Regions from separate parts of the Mus musculus genome. Here regions 1, 2 and 4 are each linked to region 3. Evidence: chromatin contacts called from public Hi-C data. All regions are on one chromosome and are shown on one strand. The core of a region is the stretch at or near the end of the contact, and the rest is flanking DNA. Distances in the headings are between cores, read along the strand shown. Region 1 overlaps Macrod2 (mono-ADP ribosylhydrolase 2). Region 2 overlaps Macrod2 (mono-ADP ribosylhydrolase 2). Region 3 overlaps Macrod2 (mono-ADP ribosylhydrolase 2). Region 4 overlaps Macrod2 (mono-ADP ribosylhydrolase 2).

Evidence for each region. A called contact is a pair of places that touch in the nucleus more often than the background predicts.
Region 1: a contact with region 3 is called in a Hi-C map of forebrain, with 2.4 times the contacts expected there. The contact joins two enhancer-like sites. A contact is called at or near these places in 8 of 484 Hi-C or Micro-C datasets (cerebral cortex, cortical neurons, cranial neural crest and 4 more) and 1 of 115 datasets of contacts at active chromatin or transcription factors (neural progenitor cells).
Region 2: a Hi-C map of cortical neurons shows a contact between it and region 3, with 2.5 times the contacts expected there. The contact joins two enhancer-like sites. A contact is called at or near these places in 2 of 484 Hi-C or Micro-C datasets (both in cortical neurons).
Region 4: a contact with region 3 is called in a Hi-C map of cerebellum, with 2.4 times the contacts expected there. The contact joins two enhancer-like sites. A contact is called at or near these places in 6 of 484 Hi-C or Micro-C datasets (cerebellar granule neurons, cerebellum, myocytes and 1 more).

Annotation. Positions count from the first base shown.
Region 1 is chr2:141,875,341-141,878,040 of GRCm38.p6, forward strand. The region is part of intron 8 of Macrod2 (mono-ADP ribosylhydrolase 2); the gene reads left to right. Among named protein-coding and RNA genes, the nearest start is that of Gm25583, 240 kb to the left of the region's middle. Within about 2 kb of position 1,316, at least 24 of the 459 cell types and tissues checked have an H3K27ac peak or open chromatin away from gene starts, as enhancers often do. A contact at or near this core is called in cortical neurons and forebrain, where this site is marked.
Region 2 is chr2:141,843,750-141,846,449 of GRCm38.p6, forward strand. All of the region lies in intron 8 of Macrod2 (mono-ADP ribosylhydrolase 2), which reads left to right. Among named protein-coding and RNA genes, the nearest start is that of Gm25583, 200 kb to the left of the region's middle. Within about 2 kb of position 1,287, at least 16 of the 459 cell types and tissues checked have an H3K27ac peak or open chromatin away from gene starts, as enhancers often do. A contact at or near this core is called in cortical neurons, where this site is marked.
Region 3 is chr2:142,253,081-142,255,780 of GRCm38.p6, forward strand. The region is part of intron 11 of Macrod2 (mono-ADP ribosylhydrolase 2); the gene reads left to right. Among named protein-coding and RNA genes, the nearest start is that of Gm25583, 610 kb to the left of the region's middle. Within about 2 kb of position 1,336, at least 20 of the 459 cell types and tissues checked have an H3K27ac peak or open chromatin away from gene starts, as enhancers often do. A contact at or near this core is called in cerebellar granule neurons, cerebellum, cortical neurons and 1 more, where this site is marked.
Region 4 is chr2:141,816,291-141,818,990 of GRCm38.p6, forward strand. The region is part of intron 8 of Macrod2 (mono-ADP ribosylhydrolase 2); the gene reads left to right. Among named protein-coding and RNA genes, the nearest start is that of Gm25583, 180 kb to the left of the region's middle. Within about 2 kb of position 1,356, at least 7 of the 459 cell types and tissues checked have an H3K27ac peak or open chromatin away from gene starts, as enhancers often do. A contact at or near this core is called in cerebellar granule neurons and cerebellum, where this site is marked.

The DNA of each region.
Region 1 (2,700 bases), core at 66-2,565, 380 kb before region 3:
TGTAGGTTCACCATAATTTTTCCACTTCACACGTTAAGATTTTATTTAATGAATTACAACCAAGACATCATGACTATAATGCAAGTTACTTTCTGCCTTAAACACTAAGATATTGGTCACAAAATAAATTAAATCAGCATGTAGATATTTTTGCTATTATAAAGAAGTCCATTGAGGGGTTAATGTATAGGTGGATTAGCAGTCAAGAACATTTACTGTTCTTTCAGAGGACCCAAATTTGGTTTCCAGTATACCAGTATCCATAGATAGGTTGCTCACAACTGCCTGTAACTCCACCTCTAGGGGATCTAACATCCTTTTGTGGCCTGCACACATACATATGCACATGTGTGCACATGGGCATATGCACACACATGTATACACACATACATGTGTCCACACCAAAGTACATGCATACATACATATACATTTATAAAAATAAAATTTAAGAAAAAAAGACTTTTATTCCATTTTGTTCCTGTTTTCCTGTTCCTGGTGGGTGGACAGCCTGCAGAATGTTAGGGCAGAGGCATAGGAAATCCAAGTTTGCCTCTAGTTCCACATGTTAATGGCTGAAGTAACTAGTATTAGTTATGTAACCATCCTCCCCTTCAGGCCAATCTTCCATCTGAAAAAATTAGGGAAGAAATGAAACATTTCTTCATAAGGTTCAAACAATTCTTCTACACTGAATATGACTGAATTGATCATTCATCTTCAAGGAACAGATGTGACATTCATGCCTGAATCTGTTCGCCTGATCATTAAAGCATGACCTAAAAATTAGTCAAATCTGGCATTTTTTTTCTGGACACATCTTTTTTCTGTTTTCCAATCTTGGACACATAATTTTGCTCCCAAATGAGTCTGGTTTACGTCTTAAAGAGAGGGGCAATGGATTGGGCAAAGGGCAAGGACTAAACCAGACGATCAAAGCCACCTAACTCCCAGATGGCCTGATCTAAAAGGCTGCAAGTATTTCTTGCTTAAATTGCATGCCGAAAAGCAGGGGATATTTTAGGAATCTAGAAGAGGATACAGTGTTGAAGATGCTAATGCTTTCAGCACTGTCGAGAACAGCAGAGGTCAGACTTCTTTACTGAGCCAGGGAGTGACTTAAGAGAAGGCTGACTTCCTGCCCTCATCAGGGTCCATTTATAGCACCGTGGTTGCTATTGTCTGAACACCCTTCTTCTTCAAAGTGTTGGCAAATTGGACGAACTCTCATTATGCTTTAGACTGCAGTGAGCATGAATTATGCAGTCGACTTCAACACTTCCCAACAGCATGTGCAAAGTGAACCAGAAAGATAAAGAGAGCGGGCTTTCCTCCAGAATCGGTGGATTTGCTCAGCTTTGGAATTTTGCTGACAGTCTGTGAGGTTATCACTTCCTCCCACTTCAGAGCTGAGCCTCCCATTTGGGCTCTTTGATTGGACTGTGTTCAGACATCCTCGATTTTACTTGGTGCCTGAAGACTAAATTCACTGGTGACCTTTCCTTGTCAGGCAACATCATTTGAGTACTTTATCTGTCCTTAGTAGGGTGTCATCTTTATTGTTTGTGAAAATAAAACCTTTCTCTAAAATGAAGAGAGGTGAAATGTAAGGAATAGAGAGGCTTGGGTGGAACTTTAGAAAACACTGTGCCTACGGTTATTTTATGCTGAGTTATTTATCAGGAAAGCTTCATTAGATAAGCCGCACTATGTTGTAAGCCTTTGCTCTTTCTCTATAGCCACATGAGCCTGGGGAATTAAAATCAGAACAGAGCCCTCCACTGTTTTCACCACACTGCTGCATCACTGTTTGAATACTGTGTGGAATAAGAGGCAACTCTTTAGCTGGTCCCAACAGTGGCACATATATTTTTCCTGGCTCAGTGTTCTGTGCTGCTGGGGTGACTCAGCATCAAGTCAAGCTTCCTTTATTTCCAGAATCTATTTCTCTCTTACCATTGGAGACAAGATGGTCCTAATGAAATTATAAACATAGAAATTGTATTCTGAAGTATAGACAGTCAACCTACAAAGTGTCTATAGTGACATTTTTACATTTCTGTATGACTAATGCCTAATGGCCCAACCCCAGCCTCATAATGCACAGGGGTTTTTGTTTGGTTGGTTTGGTTTTTCTTTCTTCTGTTTTGGGGTGGTGTTTGTTTGTTTGTTTGTTTGGTTGGTTGGTTGGTTGGTTTATTTCTAGCTTTGCCTGTCTTGATGCGATTGCAAGAGATGTTGAGAGCCCACAGCTGAGATCCTGACCCCTTTTGGAGTCAGGAGCCTTCATAGAAGCATGTGATATGGAAATGAAACCCATGTGTGAACGCAGAGTTAATGACTATGAAAAAAGGACTATTTCCCACCACATTTCTAGCCAGCAGCTATGATTAGCAGCATATAAGCTTTCCAGATCCCCTAATGTCCTTTAACTATATCTAAGCAGAGAGATTCTAAAATATCACATTGTAGATGCATGTCAGAAAGGAAATTCCTAATGAAAGGTATCATGCATGCTACAGGGTTGTTGGAGTTCATTGCCATCTTTTCTAAGCATACATTTCTAAATATTTCAGGAAACAGCAACTTTTCTGATGTCTTTATTCACTGGGATGACTAAGGCAAGTGTTACTATAGCCCCGCTGCTTTAACAAATAGCTGTGTGGTAAGGCACATGTCAAATCAGTGTTGTATCTATGCTTT
Region 2 (2,700 bases), core at 37-2,536, 410 kb before region 3:
TAATGTATGATAAAGTTTCTATATTTAAAAACAGAAAATCTTTTCTTTTTTTCAACAAAAGCAAGTTTCAAACATCATCAAGCTCCAAACAGTTCCATATTTTTTCCTCTCCAACACTGGAGTGACAACCAGACTCCACCAAGTCTGCCTTTTTCTGTAGGTGATAATTTCATTAACTCAGGTTCTCATGCATACATAGCAAACATTGTACCAACTTACCTGTCTCTTCAATCTCTAGTGATATTTTATTATCGGGGTCATCAGATGCTGGGGTCATATACTGTGATCATTCTATGGTCTCTGCCTATCTCTATCATCTAAATCCATCTATATCTCCTCAGCTCCTCTTATATCATCTATATATTATAATCTATCTGTTGTATATATATGCATATCTAGACCCCGTCTGTGTGTATGTTTGTGTATGTGTATGCATACTACTGAATGTGGGACTGTAGCCCAATAGTAGAGTGCTTGCCTGTTGAGTACAAGGTTCTGTCCCTAAGTTCTATTACCCAGTGCAAACAAACGAACAAACAAACAAACAAAGAAACAGAAGCAAATCCTCTCAAAACCTAAGTTGCAGTGTAGCTGGAGAGAGGAAGGAGGCAGAGCAGAGAACCAAGACTGACTATATGTTTTTATGCAACAGCAAAAGTTCTGCTTTGATTATTTCCCTACGAAGAGGTGTGTTGATTCTTAAGATCAATGCTATATTAAGGTGTAAAAACTGTATTACCAACATTATTTGGTCAGGAAAGAAATAAATGCATATTCAGAAATCAGTGAACCACATTGGAAATACAGAAGCTCTGCCAGCTGGTAGTTGGCATGGCAATTGTGCTTGGCAGAATTGGCTTTTTATTGTTTTATTTTTGGATATACTGGGAAGAGAATGTTAAGACCTCATGCATGCTAGGGATATTCTGTCCCACTAAGTTACCTCTTCTGTCCAGGTATCTGGATTCCGAAGGGAAATACTCTATGCTTCCCTGTGAAGTGACATCCCAGGTAGCAAATAAGAGTCCCTCACCATTTAATCAGGGGAAGATATATAATTTCAAAGCAATCAGCCTTTCATAGCTGCAGTTCAGGCATCCGGTTTGCTTCACAATTTTGCAAGCAAGTCTGTTACTACACATCAGAACTCAGAGAGATATGACCGTTTGGTAACAGTTGTGATGGGAGAATGCCAAAGCATTATGTTAAATAAAAACTTTAAGCAAGAGGGAAGCAAGCTCACTCTCTCAGCTTCTGCCTGCCACCCCCTCTGAGCTTGCAGCTTCAAGCTGTGAAGGACTGTACCAGCAAAATTGCCTGTGTTTCCCAGAGAAAAATGAAAGGAACCTACTAGACATCCGTAAATATTTCTAAGTGTTTGGGTTTCCACGTGTCTTAAGTGTGAATGAGAATAATTCAAGTAAATGGCTCCTCACTCATTTTTCTACAATAATATTGGCAGAGCTTAGTTAATGGGATTCAACTATCTGTTCTGCTCAGTAATGTAATGCAATTGTAGGAAATAAATTCTCTGAAAGGGAATTTCATCTCCTACAGCTTTACAAAGCATCAGTGTTGAGGCTTGATGGAGAAAATGAGTTAAAAATAAAATGAGAGGTTTGTGCATTCACTATTTAATAGCCAAGAAAATCTGTTCTCACCACCACCACACATCAAACCCTTTCCAGATTCCTCTCTATATCATCTCCCCTGTGAGCCCACAAAGATGGTCTGTGACCATTAAGATTTCTGAATTTCATCAGCAAAGCCACAAATCAGAAAGATTTGACAGAGTGCATCAGTGATAGGATACGCCCACTTTTCATGAGACTGGCACCAGGAAAGCGGGGAAGAGAAGCTATTTAAGAGCAGCACCAGTAGAGTCGGTTCAGTCAGATCCCTTGAGTTTTTTGAGTCACTCAGGAGTCAGTGCAATGAGTCCGGTGTAATGGAGTTGAGTTTGTGAGTTCATACAGTTTGGTGCAGGTCAGCAGAGGCCATTGAAGCCAGAGACTAAGAAGGAGCTAGAATCTGGGTCCTGGCAAATACAGAAGTGGATGCTCACAGCCATCTATTGGATGGAACACAGGGCCCCGAATGAAAGAGCTAGAGAAAGTACCCGAGGAGCTAAAGGGGTCTGCAACGCTATAGGAGGAACAACAATATGAAATAACCAGTAACCCCCAGAGCTGTGTCTCTAGTTGCATATGTAGCAGAGGGTGGCCTAGTTGGCCATCAATGGGAGGAGAGGCCCTTGATATTGCAAAGATCATATGCCCCAGTACAGGGGAATGCCAGGACCAGGAAGCAGGACTGGGTGGGTTGAGGAGCTGGGTGGGGGGAGGGCATAAGGGGCTTTGGGGATAGCATTTGAAATGTAAATGAAGAAAATATCTAATAAAAATGCCATATATATATATATATATATACACACACACACACACATATATACATGTGCACATGCGATATCATGCTTTTCACATCACACAGAACACAAAAGATAAGATGCTCCTAAAAATCCAATAGAGCTGAGCTTGAGAAACCAGATTATACATGATAATATACAGAGTACTATAGAATTGTTCTTAAAGTACATGATTAGTAGCATTCTTTTATGTTTGTTACATGTGCACATTAGGTGTGTGTACATATGTGTGTATGTGTGTATTTAAAGTTCTTGCTTTTGGGTATACAGTTAAA
Region 3 (2,700 bases), core at 86-2,585:
ACCAAGAATTTAATCTGTGAACTGCTGTATCTGAACTGATTTGCTTGTGTCTAAAATTCCGGAGACCAGAGTAAGAAAAGGTAACAGCGTGCCAGCGATCAGTACACGTCAGCCCGCTGGCCCAGCAGTAGCCAGGGACTTACCCTGATTGATTTCCCTTCCCTATTTCCGTTTCTATGCATAGCTGTGGAAAGAAGTAAAAATATCAAGATAACACCTTCAGGCCATAATGCTGGGATTCCGCCTTGCCATCTCTCTCAATAGAGAATTAAACACGCACAGAATTCCTGTCACAGCCCAGCGGTGACAGATCCCTTCTTTGAGAATGAATTTATTCTGCAGGCAAAAACTCTCATATTATTCATGTAAACTTCATGGAATGTGTTCTTGCAAATAGCACATGCTTAATAAATATGGTTTAAAAGATAGATGGTCAGAAATAATACTAAAAACACCGGGAAGGAGACAACAGAAAAATTCTTGCTGGTTATTCTGCTTTTTAGGGTGGGAAAATAAAACGCCACATCACACACTACACAAAAGCCATGGAAGTGTATTATCACAAGTGGATAGATGTTCCTACATGTGCAGTAGCTGGGAAACTCTAGCTTCTGTGGGACATTTATTTTTCAGCTAACAAAATAGCCCAGTGCTTCCCTGTAGGTAGGTATTGCTTCACATTTATTGTAACCCTTTTAAAGTCCCTTCTAGAAACCACAAGTTTATATGCCCTACCCCACTTAACTTTTTATTCTTTATATGTTTCCTGTGAAGATAGACAGATTGAGCTGCTCCTTACCAAACACTTATTGGTAACCGGGTAATGAGAGTCCGTGTGGTGTCTTCCTCTCCCTCCACCTCCACCCCACGCATACACCGGCAGAGGCCCACTTTTTCAGTAAGAACTCACTCGGTGGAAGCATTTAAAATGGATGGAAAGATAGAACGCAGCCAGAATGTCCTTCTAAAAGACAGTGAAATGCATGCTAATCTAATTGCCCAAGAGTGCACGGTGGGCTTTGAGAGCAAGTCTTCTGCATTGGCGCCCCCTGCTGGATTTGAGCGTGAATTGTCTCTGAAATTGAAAACGTACCTTTACAGCTGAGGGCATGCTACTCAAGTGGCAAACCCAGCCTACTTCTAGAATACCTTTCTTCCAAGATAAACATGCGAAGTGATTCCTAAGCTGGCTTCCCAAGAGCAGAAATACTCACGTAGAAAATTACAGCTGAAACTCAAAATAGGGAAGAAAAACGTGCCCCTGGGATGTTTGTTAGGGAGATCTATGACCTGCATGGGAAGGCAGAGGAAATCCTGGGTGAGCTGCTGAGTAAACCCCTGTATAAGAGCACTGCATCTGGGCATCTGAATGTGAATTTCTTTTTAACTGCCAGAAACAGTTCCTTACATTCCTAAGACTTGTTTCCTTCTCTGACTGTATTCTCCAGTTAAGGATCCTCTCTGTCTCTGTCGTAGTCACACTAGAAGGGACATAGGAACCAGACTAATTTTAAAGGCAGCCTGTCACCTACAGACTTCAGACCTTTTGTGAAATCTACATTATGAAGTCTGTCTGTTCGAGGAAAGCTGGCAGATCTTCTCCTGCTTGTTCAGTCCATTTGGTAGGGAGGAAGGGAAGAAATAATTGGCTAAATTTTTGGCACGTGTTCTCGAACCAGCTTGGCCTTATTAAGGGAACAAGAACAACCGTGATGGCTATTTCCTCCCAAGAACAAAAATCAGTGCTGTCATCCTCATGAAGATTCTCAACAGCAGGTGCTGTGTGGTGCTGTTAAATATGTCACTTACTGCAGTGGATTTAAAGACACACCGAGAAGTCCCTAGCTTCTCATATTCAAAATTGCTCTGTTCTCCGCAAGCTGAACAAACGGAGTAGATCCTGTACATACTCAGGTATTAATTGACTGCAGTCTTGTTCACAGTGGATGCTGTCCGGTGGATTGCTTTCAGAGTATCTTGGTAATGGGTCTCTCCAAGTTCTAGGGTTGTTGTTTTATCTCTGCTAGTCAAGCCCCCCTCCCCGCCCTCGGGGAGGATTCTCATACGTCTGCTTTTGCATGAAGAACAGGTAGCAAAACAGCCCATGCCTACCTTCCCAGCACTCAGGAGATACAATCGTGAAAACTGCAAGGTCAAGGCCAGACTGGACACAGAGTGAAACCCTGTCTCAAAGCTCAAATCAAACCAAACCAGAAAAGAATGAGCAGCACCAAGGGGTGGCACTGAAAACACAGTAAGATCATAAGTGTTGGTAACTTAGGCCTACTTGTGGGCCAGGGATGGAGAGGGCACGGCAGTCTTTCTGCTCTGGGACATTGGCTAAGGTGGCAACTCTGCATCCTACAAGCAGCTGGGATGGACTAGAAGATGCAACACTGTCTCCCTAATGGGTCTTGCTTCCTCACAGCTTGGTCCCATGGCCCTCTCTGTCCAGGGTAGTCTAGTCTGAACTGCATTGCAGTTATGGCTCCCTTTCCCAAAGGAGAAAGCAAGAACTGTCACTCTGAGGCAGCTCAGAAGGCTCAAGACATCATTTCTACCTTAACCCCTTGGTCAAACAAGTAACAAGACATATTGTGTCCACACAGAAGGGAGTTAGCTGCTGCTCCTGGACAAAAGGCCTTATGATCATTTGTACTTCATATTGCTAGCTTCTTATTTTCAGTCCTCTGTATATAA
Region 4 (2,700 bases), core at 106-2,605, 440 kb before region 3:
TAGCTTTGCCGGAGAACTCATACATGGACATCTTGGAGTTCTAATCAGGTCTCAATTGCACAGTGGAGAGGGAAACTGAACCTCCATCAACTATAAAGCAGCAGAGAGGCAAATGCTTAGCAGTCTAGAAAGCTCTTGTTAAAGCCATGGTCGTGTGCAATCTTCTGGCTAGGAAGCCGTGCTTCACCTGAGGCCAACCATCTGTTCATATATGCAGACTGTGGGGTGTGGAACCTTTCTTTAACTACTCCATGGAGATTTCTTTTGATGTTCTTCCTCATAATGCTACCTCTCCCCCTGCAAACCAAGACCCTATTCTGGACTGAAGGAGTCACTGGAGGAATCCTTTGCTTTACTTAGTGGGTACCTTGAAGCTGAAGCTGAAGCTGAAGCTGAATGACACAGAAGACACTCCACTCTGTCTTTTCAAACTCGAAGTTGGTTTTCCTCTGTGCTGAAGGAAGGTAGAAGCTTTGTTGCATCACGTACACATTTTGGAGGCTCTGCCAGACAAGTATTTTTTAACTATGTATCTTACACAAACAGATTGTTATTGAAAATGTTAAGTACCATCTCTATGTCATTTCAATTGTTTACTCTGTGCCTTGTGAGAGAAGTGCAACACCTGTGATTTTCCTCTTTGTCACTTTAAGTAGCATACCTACAGATGTGGCTTGATGAGCTATGATACTCTATAGAGGCAGAGTATCAGCCTGGGGCATATCTGGCTCTAGCTCTCATTTTCTATCTAAGGTTTTAGACCTTATCTGATGTTACCTATATTGTGGCGTCTCTCTCTCTCTCTCTCTCTCTCTCTCTCTCTCTCTCTCTCTCTCTCTCTCTCTCTCTGTGTGTGTGTGTGTGTGTGTGTGTGTGATAAGCATGTTTAAGGAGTATGCAAGCCAGAGGGGAACATCAAGTGTCCTCTTCAGTCACTGTCTACCTGGGATTTGCTGGGTATGCTGCCTGGTCAGCAAACACTAGTAACTCTCCTACTTCTGTCCCAGTCATGGCTGGCACTGGAGTTATGGGCATGTGCAGCAATACCTGCTTTAATATTTGACTACTGAGATTCCAAATCTAGGTTCTCATGATTATACAGTAAAGGCAAACTCACTAAGTCATCTCCCAGCCCCAAGATATTGGTTCTTATTACATGGAAAATAGTGGGCTCTGCCACTTCCCTGTGCCACCATTCAAATACTAAACCAGGGTTTATTGAAGAGTTGAATAGGTTTCTTCACCTTCGGAAACAGAATTAGAAGTCGACTGAAGAAATTTCCCATCATTCCCCTGAACACTGCCACTACGCATGCAATTCTCATGCTAATTTGACAAGGCAAAGGACACAGTTTCCACACTACAGATCACAAAGGAATGGTGACACTTTAGCTTCTGGTGCCAAGGTTATTTTTTCCCCTTCTTGGCAGAGGTCTTTGAACATATGCAGTGTTAAAAATTATTTGTCACTTTTGTTTTGGAATCACATGGGGGGGGGCAGGAGGGAAGGAAAGGAAGAGTGTAAGAACTGCCTTATGTTACTCACATGAAATGCCTTAGGATCATTGTGGCTCTTAAAGGTGGGGCTTAAATGAAACGTGAAATGATGCTTAAATTGATGATTGAAAATTATATCTCTCATTCTATGCACCCAGCCCCTGGAGATGGTTGTTTACAAGGAACACAGTGTGCTTTCCTTCAGCTCTCTGTAACATGGCATATGGCCAGTAGACAGAGGCCTCGAAGGAGCATGTGACATCCTCAGAATTCCCTTCTGGCAATGACTTCATTTTAGTATCAATGGCAGCCATAGTTTTGAGGGGGTATCTAAGGTTAGAATCAGTGTTTGGAACACAAAGTCCCATCTTCATATCCTGTGCAAGAATGGAGTTATGCTAATAAGAATCAGCAACCTCATATGCTCCTCTAAAATAGTATCTTTGGACTTGTTCAAGAGGATCTGTAGGTGGAAGCCATGATGCTCATCAGCTGTGACATAACTGAAGAAATTGATTCACAGGCTTTCGGACATGCTATGCTGCATTTACTCAAGAATAACTCTGATGATTTGTGCATTATAGGATTCCCCATTCTTCCCTCCCTCCCTCTTTTCCTCCTTTCATTTCTTCTTTTTTTTCTATCTCACAAAATGTTTCCTACTCTTAGAATATCTGTGCTGAAATTGTGAGAAGTACTAGATTGCTTGTCAGAAGCCAGTCTTGTCCTTTTGTCTTATTATTCTTAATCCTACTTTTAGAGGTAAAGCCAAGCCTTAAGGAATCTTCTATCTCTTGGCAAGATGTTCCAAAATTTGGGGCTAACATATCTTGCTCTGTGCAAGAGCTAACCAAATAGATGGTATGCCCTCCCTCACACTACCTCACCATCTGTGCAATGGGCACTCTAGTCTTTAGGTTGGTTTTGTGCTCCATACTTATTTGTTCCTGAAGACCCATATGTCTTAGGATAATGTAATTTAGCAAGCCCACTGCCAGTTAGCCACCATGCCTCCAGGTATGTCAATCAAAAACTCTGAGACATGGAGGTAAGGCTATCCATATGCTCTGTCCCACTCTTCTTACTTCATGAGGAAAAGCTTCTTCAGCCTCATTGTTAGTTTTTTCTCAAGAGGAGAGAAAAGACCTGTCTTGGATAGGGTCTTTGGCAAGACCCCAAAGTATTGTATTCATATAACCCATT